Linked DNA regions of Danio rerio: regions 1 and 2 are each linked to region 3. The links are chromatin contacts, called in public HiCAR-type and Micro-C maps. All regions are on one chromosome and are shown on one strand. The core of a region is the stretch at or near the end of the contact, and the rest is flanking DNA. Distances in the headings are between cores, read along the strand shown.

Region 1 (4,534 bases), core at 697-3,196, 440 kb before region 3:
GTTTGACGCAGCGTATGCCCTTCCAGCTGCAACCCATCTCATTCACACTCATACACCACGGACAATACAGCCTACCTAATTCACCTGTACCGCATGTCTTTGGACTGTGGAAACCGGAACACCCGGAGGAAACCCACACGAACGTGGGGAGAACATGCAAACTCCACACAGAATTGTCAACTGACCCAGCTGAGACTCGAACCAGCAACCATCTTGCTGTGGGGCGGTAGCACTACTTGCGCCACCGTGTCACCCCTGTTTTCAAAATGTTATTTATTATTATTTTATATGATAATCAGGCTACAACTGTTTTTTAGATTTACTATTTTAACATTTTCTTTTAAATCAGTTTACTTGATATAAGTTGAGATGACTAGAAAAGTAAAAAATAAATTTCTTTTTATAGCATACAACAAATTAGCTTAGTATTTTTATGATGTAGTATCTTAGTATCTTTGTGTTGAACACAAAAGAAGATATTTTGAAAAATATTGGATACTGGTAACCATAGACATCCATAGTAGAACAAATTATATTGTCAATGGTTATCTGAGGGCGTCACGGTAGCTCAGGGGGTAGCACAATCGCCTCACAGCAAGAAGGTTGCTGGTTCGAACCCTGCTGGGTCAGTTGGTATTTCTGTGTAGAGTTTGCTTGTTCTCCCCGTGTTCGCGTGGGTTTCCTCTGGGTGCTCTGGTTTCCCCCCACCATCCAAATTCATTCCTCTGTGGCGACCCCTGATTTATAAAGGGACTACGCCAAAAATAAAATGAATGAATGAATGTTTTTCAGCATTAAAAATATTTATCTTGTTTGTGTTCAGCAAAAAATGTTAAAAAATTAAGCTCAAAAAGGTTTGTGACAAATGAAGGGTGAATAAATAATGACACAAATTTTCAGTTTTGCTTGAACTATCCCTTTAAGTGTCCAGCGGTTAACCTCAAAATATGAATTTCTACAGTGCCTTGTTTATGCTTATTTGTATTTCTTTGTAAACTTCATTTGAATTTCAATGTATTATGTAGTTTTATATGGTCACTAAACTAAACTAACAAAACTGAAACCATAAAACCAACAGAATTTACACACTTTAATAAAAAGAAATAAGACAATTTTTTTGAGTACTTAATCAGGATGTTATAATTATATCTTGCCATAAGAGAAATAAATAAATTTCAAAATGCATTTAAAATAAAGTATTCTAAGATATATATTTCGTGGTATGGTATTTTATTACACTTGTGATCAAATGCATTCAGCATAATGTAGTTTACGCTTTGATGTGTACAGTATATATATATATGCAAGGTCTATAGTATATTTACAATATAGAGGGGTTATGTGTGCAAAAAATAATCAAGATTTTAGGTTATTAGAGAGACATTTAGGAGGCACATTAACTTCTGGTTCTTGTAAGTGGGTGTTGTTTAATAGCATCTTCATCCAAAACTAAGACGAACTGTCCACCCACACATTTCACTGTCACACAGAAATGATCACATGAAAAATAAAACAGCAGCAGATGATCTGAATTAGACGCTGCAGCCTAAATATAGAAATGGTCTGTTGTTTCAGTAACACAATTACCTGTCATTAAGTCAATTATAATTCACGGAATCCTCACTTTGCCATTCCAGCCCGACGCTTTCCCTTTTTGGCCACCGACTGCATGACGTAGCCAGGGAAGCTCTTATCACAGGTAGGGAGGGGCGGAGGAGAGTGGAAACAGCGTCAGCGCGGACCAATCAGATGCTCTGCTTGACGTGAAACCTTTGCGCGGATTGGTTGACGAGCGCTGGCTCTTTTAAGCCGTGCTGTGGTTCGCACTCACCGGGCGCCGTGCTTTGGTTTCTCCACTGAAGGCGTCAGTCGCTGAGGAGGCGTTCAGGGATTTCTCTCTTTGCATGAGTGGAGCAAACCCGGGAATAGACGTCTGGTTCGTGGTGCCCTTGGAAGAAATCACGGGGAAAGCGCAGGACAGAGCCGAACACGTGCCTTTTTCTCACTTGTGCTGAGGATATTAAGATTTCAGGATGCCAGTTTTCCATACCAAGACGATAGAGAGTATCCTGGAGCCGGTGGCTCAGCAGATTTCACACTTGGTTATCATGCACGAGGAGGGAGAAGTTGATGGGAAAGCGATCCCAGATCTCACCAGCCCAGTGGCGGCAGTGCAAGCGGCTGTCAGCAACCTTGTGCGGGTGAGAGAAAGAGAGAGAGTCCTGTCATCCATACAGCATCTTTTGCTTCTGCTGTCTTTATCAGAGCACACTCAGTTTTGATAAAACGTCTACATTTATAAAACACCATGGTAACCATAGCTTCTGCCCTCATGCTACCACGTTGGTACCACGGTTATTGGTACAACTGTATAGCTAATAGCTAGTATAAAACTTTCTGTCATTTAAGTTTACTGTTAAAATGCTTTTTTTTAGTAACAATTGTGCCCTGGTATTTTACTGGAAATTACTATTATTGTTTATTATACTACTTTGTTTTAGACTGGTCCTTTGCTGAGTGTTGCTTTTGGAATTGAAAATGACAAACATACTGATTTGACAATTAGCCCCATCAATGAGATGATGGTTTGGTGTAAACAGATGCTCTTGAAGGCTCAGTGAGGAGACATGAGGATTAGAGCAGGTGTCGTGAGTTTTCAGTTTTGGAGATTTTTCTTTTAAAACATTTCTCTACAAGTGTTAAAGCATTTTATTGAAAACAGAAATGTTTTGGTTGGGTTACAAAGGGTTGAATGCAGCAACTTTGGAATTAAATGAATGTTGACAGCACTAAGGATTTGCAGAAAGGTTCTTTAGCGTATCAAAATGACCTTTACACCAAGTATAATGATTATTTCAATAACTGTTTACTGAATGGCTCTTTAGGAAACCAAAAACAGGGAAACAGCCTTTTTATTTATAGTTAGATGACCTGTAAACTTGTCTGTTGCCTAATTTTCTCTAAATGCATCTGATATTGGAGTGATTACAGTATTTTGAAGCTTTGAACCAGCAGGAAGCAATGATGTTTGCATCATTGAACTTAGTGGTACACATGAAGTGCAGGCTTTAATCGTCTGTGAACAAGGAGTTCATCTGTTTAGAAAAGTACTTTAAGTTCTGGTGTTGTTTCCAGGAAACGTCAGAAACAGAATCATCAATCCCAGAAACTTCAAGAGTATTGTACCATTATTTTCCCAGTGTACCCACAGCAACCAGACCTAATCTTGCTGGTATGTTCTCTTTCCTCTCTGGTCTCAATAAGTGAGTTTCTGAAGCCTAATTGAACCAGTTAATTTAAATGCATGATGCTGTTGAAACGCAAAATCTTACAGAGCAGCGCAGAATAGAATATCTAAGATTATTACTTTAAGTTATTTACAATTCAAAAGCAGAATAAAATAGTACTCAGAAAAGTATTTTTCAGATGGATGAAGGCATTAAACATTACAAGTTAAGAGAGCAGAATGCATTTCACCACTGCAGATCATCATTTTGTTAAAACTGAAAACTCAAAAGTTGTTTCCATGTATTTGTCCATTAAGTATTAGCCTATGTGTTCTTATTTGTCTTTAACAAGGTTTATTTACTCCCAACTGCCATTAAGTCAAGTAACGTGAGTAGAATCCTTCTTATGTACGTGAGGAAGTCACAAATAGAGAGTGAGCATTTTGTGCTGGGAATAAATAGGCCTTCTAGCCCGAGAAGTAACTCTGTCTCACAGCTCATGACGGGATGAGGGTGTTTCATACCCAGAGTAAGTGACTCCCTGCTGGTTTGAGGAAGTCTAGGGTGTCAGCGTCTTCGATGAAGACACACCCTTGAGCCCCCCATTGAGCGCCCGTTTCGCACCCCTCATCAATGGCACCTGTTACTGCTGAAGTGTCCAGCACATCAGCCAAGCCTCGAAATCAAGGCTTTATATCTGTTCTCAATCTAAGGAACGTTCTGTATCTTGGAGACTGATCTATGTTTAGATTGTCAACATTCTCTTGGTAGCTTTGGGGTTGTGTAGAAATGAATTAATCGGCTAATAAGAGTAAAATGAGAAGATAACACAAATAAAAATGGAGAAGATAACACATATAAATGACTCTCACAGTCCCTAGTTCAAGTGTGGAGTATAAGGCCAAGGCATAGATACAACCCAGAACCATATTTGGTCTTGTTAACTTAAATTCATTTTAGGCGTGGAAAAACTGTATTGAAGCCAGTGAGGAATGGACAGTTAGATCTGGACCTTTTGAGTTCATTTATATTTCTGAATGCTTTCATGGTTCTTAACTGAGTACACAGCAGGGGTCTGGCATGAGGGGGAGTCTCCATGTCTGTCTGTATGTCTGTCTGTTTCCCTGGCCAAGTCTGACACATTGCATTGGAAGAGCGCCATTGGCATACCGTTCATGTGTGTTTGTAAATGTGCTATATCAACCATGTTTCCACCTGGTATTAGCATGCATCCATTTTCATCTCTTATTTCACCGAGACCCTTTTCTCTTATGTTTACTTATCCTTATCTTATACTGCTGAAGAGT
Region 2 (4,758 bases), core at 2,221-4,720, 340 kb before region 3:
TACTCCATTGGTTCAATAAGTTAAATTGTTTTATGATATATACAATGTAGGTATATGGCTTAGGTAAGTAAAAACAGAAATGATTTTAAATGCTCGTTCATTACTCCATAAAATGCCCCTATAGAATCAAAAGTTTCATATTGACCATATTTGGAATGTTTATGAATAGTAATGAGCTCGGCTCTGAGTGCAGCTCACACACGCAATTACAGCATGATGTACAGTAAACAAGGGCAAGAAAATAATACCTAATTCGTCAAAAAATAAAAATAAAACTATGAATTTTAACAAACATGGTAGACGACTAAGATATGCCTAGTTAGATGTTTAGCTTAATGGGTGGAGGTTTATTTGGAGGTTTACATAGGAGGGGCAACGGCCCCTGTAATGGAAAGGAAGGTAATCCTGACATTTTTACATTTATTTCAATGTGTTTTCATGCCTAAATAAATTAAAGCACAGACCAGATTCACATTTAAGGGCAAGGGGAATCACCTGGTGGTTCAGTGGTATGGCTTGCGTATAGTGAGTATTGGCTATTTGATATTTATTGCCACCCTTCATAAAAATGGAAATACAGGAAAATACATTTACAGGATGATAGTGGGATAGAATTGTAAAATATGGGAGAATCTTGGGAAAGGGGGGAGGGTTGACGGGTATGGTACATGCAAATGATGCAGGCGTGCCCTGTGAGTCACACAACAATCTGCTTTGTGTTCTGTTCTGATTGTCTCACAGTATGCAAATTTCATATACTGATTTCTTATTATTCGACTAATATATATACATATATTAGGGAAACATAATAAATAATGAGGATACAGATTTTTACTGTTAACATTTTTGCAGTTTTTTTACAGCTGAAATTAAGGCCATTTTTACAGTGTACATTTACTGAATTTTCCACCTGTCTAGTTTTGTTTAATGAAACAATATATCAGAAGTGTAAAAGAAGACCCTGTTTTATCTGCAGGTGGTTTTGTGTGAAAGGAAGTTGATGATTATTCTGGTATCCAAAAAAATGAACTTTGTTTTGACGCTGCCCTTTAAACATTCTGTTGAATATACTGTAAGTAACTTTCGTAATAATTTTGATTAGTAAAAAAATATAGTTGTTTGTAGCTAAGTGAATATAAAAACAAAATATTTTCTGCATTAAACTCTAAATACTGTTTGTTGACAGGTTGTTGTGGTAATTATGTTTTGGTGGAGTTAAAGGATCTAGAATACGGTCATGCAGAAGCATTCATTACTAAGGAAGGCCACAGCATTTCATTGCACTGTAAACTTCTACAATAGTTGCATCACATGTGGTGTTGAGTCGGGATTATAGTTGGCCAGTCAGTCACCACAGTTCAGAACATGTCAGTTGTGGATCAGTTATAAAATGTATCTGTAATAGAGTGAAAATTGATTATTTGCATGTTTTAAGGCTTCTTACTGTAACTTCTGAATGAGCTTTAAATTATTCAGGAGCAAGAAATGATTATGTTTGTTGCTTAAAGATTAGTTGTATTTCATTTATACTGTAAACTCAGACCACGCAGTGTTATTTTACATTTCATTTTTCAGTTTCTGTACCTGAATACCGCTGGACTCATCAGAAAAATGTAAAGCATAGTTTAAGTTCATTAAGTGCTGTCTAAGTTGACTGGGTCGAATAGTCTTAAGATGTCTGCCTAATATATGCAAACGCTTTATTGAGCTTTTTAGGGATCGCCGATATATTATTGTTTGTTGTATAAATTAACTCCACAATAAAAAAAAAGAATTGTCTTATTGTAATAACAATAAAAGCTACAATTAGCCTGTTAATTGATAAAAAGTTAAATAAACGTTAATATCACAGAATAAAAAGAAATTAAATCATGCTGTGAATTTTATGTAATAAAGGCTAGGTCAATTAGCATTGCACTATATACTTTAATGCTTATAGAATACCCAGGATAACACGAATAATCCAGATATTACCACAAGTATTTGTTTATTCTCCATGTTTGATCCATTTATTTGTTTCCATCATTCTTATCCTCAAGCAGTGAAAGCAAAGCGTGAAGTGTGTAAAAAAAAAAAAAACTGAAAGTGTTCTTTAAAGATACTTGCCTTTTTTGTCTCTCAGTGGATACATATAAATCCTTGTGAAAATTATACCTTGATATCATTTTAAGCTCATTAAAGCCCATTCCTAATGCTTATCCAACATTCATTAATTGACTATGTTAATTAGCAAATACTTGTCAGCTTATTCTGCCCCCCCCCCCCCCACCCCCCATTTTCCTAACAATGTAATTGATACTCTGCTAATAATACATTAGTTACTTGTTACATGCTACATGCTAAGTTATTGTCAGTGTCTCAAAATAAAATGTGTCAGGGCTTTGTGGCCAGCTTTCACACTTTTGCTTTGTGACTAACTTTTTACACTTTTGCATCTAAAACTTGTTTAAAGCGATTAAAAATGTTGCTTAGACTTCTGATTTCTGTAACATTAGTTGTTTTCCGATGCCACTTGATTTATGAAACAGTTTCAGGTATTTTCTAAAGTGTCACTAACTTTAGCTTTCATTAATGGACTTTAAATAAATAAATGCACAACATATTAAATGCCCATAATAGACATTTTCAAAAACCTTTTCCAAGAAACAGATTGTAGTTTCCAAATCTACCAGCAGAGGCTAACAGAGCTGTTAACCAGAAAAACAGTTGACCCCTGCACAAACCCAAGGGTTTAAACTCATACTTGCACAACACTGCCATCTTGTGACAAACATAGACTGTCTTTATAGTTTAATTTATTTTCTATATTCCTTTTTAAAGACATTTAATTTCTTAACTTTTTTTTTTTTTGCTTTACCTGTAAAGTCACAAACATCTGTGCTCAAAAATACCTTTATAACTCCTCAGTGTTGCTATGTGATTTAAATAAAAGTCATATCTGTTTTAAGAGGTGCGTTGTGTGCCAGAATCTATTATCGTAATGTACAGCTGCCTCTGGTCTTGTAACACTTCTGGGTGTTTATAATGGCATCGTCTCAGCAGATGCAGTAGCTACGTCAGCCAGCAGGTGGAGCCATACGCTCAGGCATTTTAATAGCTTAAGACAGCATCATGCCGCAGGGAGGCTTTTGCCAGTGCACAACAGGAAACCTTATCCGATTTCAGATTAGTTTTGTTTAGCAGGGGACGGACAATTGAGCTGCTTCCCAGGCTGAAAGGCCAAGCTTGACTGAAGTTATTTGTTTTCAAATTCTTGAATGGAGTCATTTGTATATGCTGAAACAGTTATTGAGATTTGAGTTCATGAATAAGCAAGACAAACGCTGAACACGCCGACTGTGATCTGCGTCCTTTTGTTTTGTGGATTGTCCTAACGGTGTGCAGCCGCGGGCGATCAGCCTCCCCCCTGAGAGAGCTGAGTCTGACGGTTTCCTGTGTCTCAGATGGAGCCGCTTTTGATGAGTGTGCTGTTCTTTATTCGAGAGCGGGCAGGAAAAAAGAGCTGTTGCGCACCGAAAGCTAAATTGCAGGTGCACTGAGGATAGGGGGTGGAAAAATAGTATATTTGAGAGGGACAAACCGTTTGCAAATCGCGCACGCTTGCAGTATGAACATTTACTCAGCAGTGTTTTGGGGCAAAAAGCTTTGTCAACATTAAAGAAAGGGGAAAAATAGATTGGCAGGGATGCTTAGCTCTTGGAGTTGGAGGAGACGGCTACAATTAATCATCAGCACTGCATTCTTGACACTTCCGGGGGGGAAATAAATACACCTAAACGAACCACGAACTTGTACTGTATGTTCCTGTTAAGTTATCCTTGTGTGAGCCGTCCGAACTTTGCCTTCCCATTGGCAGACATGCACCAGTGCTCGTCCAACCTTGGCTAGAAGCACGTATAAAGCGCCACACCTCAAGATCCAGTTCCAGGGGTCAAGATGGTGACCTTACCCTGACCTTAAAGACGAGTAGGCAGGGGGGTTTGTCTACAGGTCCAGAATCTCAGGATCAATGGTCCCTGATGGCTCCGACTCCCACTCTGGCTCCTGCCTGATTCGTTTCCCATCAGCCATCCCTTCGCAGCTAAGTGATTTCCCCTAATGGCTGGATGTCCGAGCGGTAACCTCTTAACGCTCTGCCCTGCATCCACTTGAGGATGCTCTTGAGGATGGAGAGAGAGAGAGAGAGAGGATCTTGCTTGTACTCCTTCGTCTCAATCTTCATCATCATCACTGAGGCTCTGTTGTACGTTATGACTGCTTAGATTTATGTGCTGTGAATTACGGCGGCAGTAAGCTGACTGCCAGGAAAACTCAAGACTGTACACCGCGGCCCAGCTCAGAAACGCAACATTGGCTTTTATGGCCACTATGGGATTTTCCATTGGTCTTTACCCTCTCAGGTGGGAACATAGATCTTTTTTTTTTCTGCTGAGATGCATTAGACGGGTTGTAGCCAAGTGTTACAGGGAATCAGGTAGTCTCTCTTTTTTAAGGTCTGTTTGTTCTGCAGTCAGAGCTGGACGGTCTCTAATTGCTAAGCTGCGGGCCGCCGTGGAGCCCAGCCAGGCCGTCTGTTTTCCTGCTGCACTAAATGCTGGCCTGATGGCGGTGGGCTGGTCCCGCTCCACGCTCTCCTTACAAGCATTCATGCCTGCCATGTTTACGACAGCCTTCAGATGCCTTTCCCTCTTCACTCCTGGTTAAGTGTTTGGTTCGGTACGCGGAGCTGTCGGGGTTTCCGAACGGCCACAAACCCCG
Region 3 (4,253 bases), core at 1,385-3,884:
TGTCAATGAGGCTTCCTGGTCAAATAATGGTAAAATAAATAAATAAAATCGATTGAGCAGCCTATAGTTATTTCTATTTCTGGATTTTGTATTGGTCTTATTTTCTCTTAATGTACAACACTTTGGTCAGTCCTTCTGCTGTTTTGAAAGTGCTTAAAAATATATGTGAAAAGTGTCAATACATTAACACACATGCAGTCAATGTTGTTGTTATTCAGCCATGAATTCAAATAAGTGACTAATGTCATAGTTATAGGTTTAAGACACCCTGGAGTACTTTTTAAAAATTTTTTTAACAGGTTTGTGTGTGTTGAGCATCAGTTAAGACAACGTTAGCACCTGTCAGCTTTAATTGAGGGAAAAACTGAATAATTTTGAGCTTTTTTCAGCTAATTTCGTTTTCTGGGTTTAAAATCTTTTTTGGGGCAGGATCCAAATTTGTGACGTATCACGAATTTCCTAGTGGAGTGATGACGTCGGATTCTCATTATTATTCGTATTGGAGTTTTCTTATTCTATGAGAAGACCCTGCTTTTTAATTAGCTTTCCGAAGGCAAGGCAGACCTGCCAAGCACAAATGACTGGGAAGACCGCGTCAATGCACAGCCCGGGTCGTATATGTTTTTTTCCATGATCCAAAGGGTTTTGTTGCATGTTTCGATACAGCAAAGCTGTTGGATTGCAGCACGCATTTTAGTCAGGAGAGCTGTACGAGAATTGGAGAATGGCAGACTTTGTCTTTATCAGTTGAGTTTGTTATCATTCAGACACATCGCCTATATCTGTGCTGCTGTGTTCCTCATATGTTTAAAATCCTCCAGATTACCGCCAGGGCTAATGGTTGGATTCGACAGGGCAAGAGAACTGCTGTACTGCTCCACTGTGTCTGCATATATACCCTAGGATTCAGGAGGAGAGAAGTCCTCCTCATTTATAGTGTTCATATAAACACGATTGTGTTTATAATGATATAACTAATTGTGATTATGTGTATATGAAATTACAAAAACAAATGTGGCAGAGCATTAAATTACTTACTGTTTATTTCTTTGCATTTTAACTGTTTAAACTATAAAATCATGGTCTCCTCACGGTTTGTGTCTCAGTCGTTCGTTACTCTTTTTCCCCTGCTCTGCCGAACACGCCCACTCCTCCCTCTGCTCGCAGTGCTCCATCTCTGAGCATTTTTTTTTTAATTCTGAGGTAGACTTGAATTGAAAGAGGGGGGTTTCATGACCCTTTAAGGTTTGCTATTTATCAGTACATGCCATACTTTATCATTAGTTTATTAATTTTCCTTTAGGCATATCAAGGGTTGCCACAGCGGAATGAATTACCAACTTATCCAGCATATGTTTTACACAGTGGATGCTCTTCCAGCTGTAACCATTTTTTTATATCAACTTAAATTTCAGTTTATGAGACCACCAAAAAGGGTCTCATAAACTGATTGGTCTCATAATGCTGGTGGGTAAACCTGAAAATTGGTTCCATAAACCACATATGCCAACACACACACACTACGGCCAATTTAGTTTATATAATTCACCAATAGCCCATGTCTTTTGACTGTGGGGTAAAACCGGACCACACAGAGGAAACCCGGAGGAAACTCCGGTAAACACGGAGAGAACATGTAAACTACACAGAAATGCCAACTGACCCAGCCAGGGCTCAAACCAGCAACCTTCTTGCTGTGAAGTGACACTGAGCCACCATGCCACCCCATTATTAGTTCAAATTAGAGTAATTTTATTTAAAGTCAATTATTATTCATGTACACTGAAAAAAATCATCCAGAGATGATTCTTTGGATTTACTCAATTTTCTTTTTTTACGTTTAGTGGTTGTAAACAATTAATTTGTGCTGAATTTAAACAAACAAATTAAGTTGACCATTAATAAACTTATTTTTGTTTGTTTAAATTCAAAACAAATAAATTGTTTGCAACAGTTCAGTAGATTCAGTAGTTTTCAGTAGACTTATTGTGAACTGCTACTGAACAAAATACATGCTGTGTACATATTCATTTATTTTACTCGACTAGTTGTTGTTGATGTCTCATTTATTGAACAGTGTTTACCGTGTTTGAATAAATCTGTCATGAAGATGATTATTTATGATAGATGGCCACAAAAGATTTAATGTGTGTAGTGGGTGGTGTTGTTGCTATCCATCCCGTATAACACGCTGGGAAAGAAAATCCGCTCACTCTAAATAGGCCTGACATGCAGTTTAGATGCATTCTCCATTCCTCTTTATTTGCAACAGCCCATCAAACTAGCTGAGCCCACCTGAGACCATTGCTGGTGAAATCTTTTTGTTGCTAAGAGGCAGAGAGCGCACTGACACTCCACTTCAGCTCTTAACATCATTAAAATGAATACCGAGGGCTTTTTATGGAATATCATTCCACTTAGGATTCCTTGACTGTTGTGGCGAATGTGTTTACAACTCAGGTGTGGGAAAGAAAGCGCACCATGCCAGAGCCATGAGCGATTAGGTTAGCCAGCTCTCCAAAAACACCCCAATGTTACTTTCTAAAAGCCTTTAAGAAAAAAAAATCTCGCCTCCTTTTGTGAACTTACATTTTGCAGCCGGTGGCCCTTTTCTTCCTCTCGTTCTCAGATTGCCTGCTCTTCTCTCCTTGGTCAGGGACGTTGTCGACAGCCAGTCCACAGATATGTCTCTGGAGGCTGTTGCTTTTTTTAAATGGTGTATAATTATAAACTTCCCTGGATACAAAGAGCTCTTCCAGGTTTTAGTGGGCAGTCAGTCAGGTTTGCTTTCAGAAGACTGTCTTTCCCTCGACAATGATCTTCCGAGCATGTTCTGCGCATATTGTGTGTATCTTGGCTAGACTCCCGATATTGTAAATCAGTCTCGCAGTGCAGACGAAGGTAAAGGTGGGTCATCAGCGGCTTTCATTGCACACATACATCTTTATCATGAGTCACTGTACAGGGAAATACAGTACATATCATCTCACGAGGTCTCGCCAGCTGCTAGGTTAAACACTCTTGAAATCCAGATGTTCCTTTCATTCGCCTGGAGGGCCAGTCTTTGATAAATGGTGAGATCTTTGCACATGCAAGTGCAGTGACACGTTGGGCAATTGGAGCGTGTCTGATGCTCTTCTCCAAGATAGGCTGTCTTCTTTGCACTCCAGCTGAAACTGTTTAGCTAGTGCTCAAAGCTTCAGTAAATTAGGCTCTATGTGTAAAACAGGGAAAGACTTAACTAAGAGTTGTTCTTTCCATGCCGGTAAAATAAGCTTTGAGCTCCGTAGTAATTACGGTTTTATGAAGCTAATAAAAAGGAATTAATGGCTTGGGTGTGAAAGCCGCATACACCTGTTCCTTCTCAAGAAATGCTTATTACTTAGTGTTATTAAAACCTCATACTGTATACGAGAGAAGCACAAAACAGCAAGTATGTTTTGAGGATTTTTTGTTTTGTTTCTGTCTTTCTTTTCTTGTCTCGGTGAAGGAAAAAAGATACTGCAGTGCACAGTGACTAAGCTTGGCTTTCTTTAATCTGTAGTTGGAAATTCAGTGTATGTAATTTGTATTAAGTGGTCCAGAGTTGCCAATTTGAAATTGCAGTGTTTGATCCAATCCATGAATCATTCGGCCTGCTTTTCTTTTGTGGTTTTAAAAGTCATGGAGATTTCATGGAGTAAATAGTCATGCCGTAACATATTCTACCATTTAAACCTAAGATTTTAAATAGCCTACTTTTATTCAGAAATAATGCATTAAAAATGTAAAGTAACCATAGATTTTTATTCTGTTACAAAAACAGTGATTATTACGATACCTACTGTTACTCCAGGCTTGCTTTGCACTTAAGTAGCCAAAATATGATACTTTTAAATTATTTTTTATCCACCACACACTCACCGGCCACTTTGTTAGGTACACCTGTCCAACTGCTCAACACAAATGTCTAATTAGCCAATCACTTGGCAGAAACTCAATGTATTTAGGCATGTAGACATGGTCGAGGCGATCTGCTGCAGTTCAAACCAAGCATCAGAATGGGGAAGAAAAGTGATTTAAATCACTTTGAATGTGGCATGGTTGTTGGTGCCAGACGGCTGGTCTGAGTATTTCAGAAACTGCTGATCTACTGTGATCGACTGGGACTACTGGGATCTTTAGGGTTTACAGAAAATGGTATGAAAAACAACATGTCTAACCATGAGGCAGATGGGCAACAGGAGCAGAAGACCACACCAGGTGCCATTCCT

The links. A called contact is a pair of places that touch in the nucleus more often than the background predicts. HiCAR-type assays count read pairs that join an accessible place to other places.
Region 1: a contact with region 3 is called in a Micro-C map of caudal fin, with 8 times the contacts expected there. The contact joins the promoter of vcla here to the promoter of dusp13a in region 3. A contact is called at or near these places in 2 of 18 Hi-C or Micro-C datasets (caudal fin and an unstated tissue).
Region 2: a contact with region 3 is called in a HiCAR-type map of caudal fin, with 12 times the contacts expected there. The contact joins the enhancer-like site here to the promoter of dusp13a in region 3. A contact is called at or near these places in 10 of 18 Hi-C or Micro-C datasets (caudal fin, embryo, fibroblasts and 3 more) and 2 of 4 datasets of contacts at active chromatin or transcription factors (caudal fin and embryo).

What each region holds. Positions count from the first base shown.
Region 1 is chr13:28,499,493-28,504,026 of GRCz12tu, reverse strand. vcla (vinculin a) reads left to right here and starts at 1,946. Exons shown (of 22, transcript NM_001128681.1): 1 at 1,946-2,201. The coding sequence starts at 2,034.
Region 2 is chr13:28,395,198-28,399,955 of GRCz12tu, reverse strand. All of the region lies in intron 3 of adka (adenosine kinase a), which reads left to right. Among named protein-coding and RNA genes, the nearest start is that of adka, 19 kb to the left of the region's middle. Within about 2 kb of position 3,470, at least 17 of the 62 cell types and tissues checked have an H3K27ac peak or open chromatin away from gene starts, as enhancers often do. A contact at or near this core is called in caudal fin and skeletal muscle, where this site is marked.
Region 3 is chr13:28,057,403-28,061,655 of GRCz12tu, reverse strand. dusp13a (dual specificity phosphatase 13a) reads right to left here and starts at 2,634. Exons shown (of 4, transcript NM_001110395.1): 1 at 2,590-2,634. The coding sequence starts at 2,591.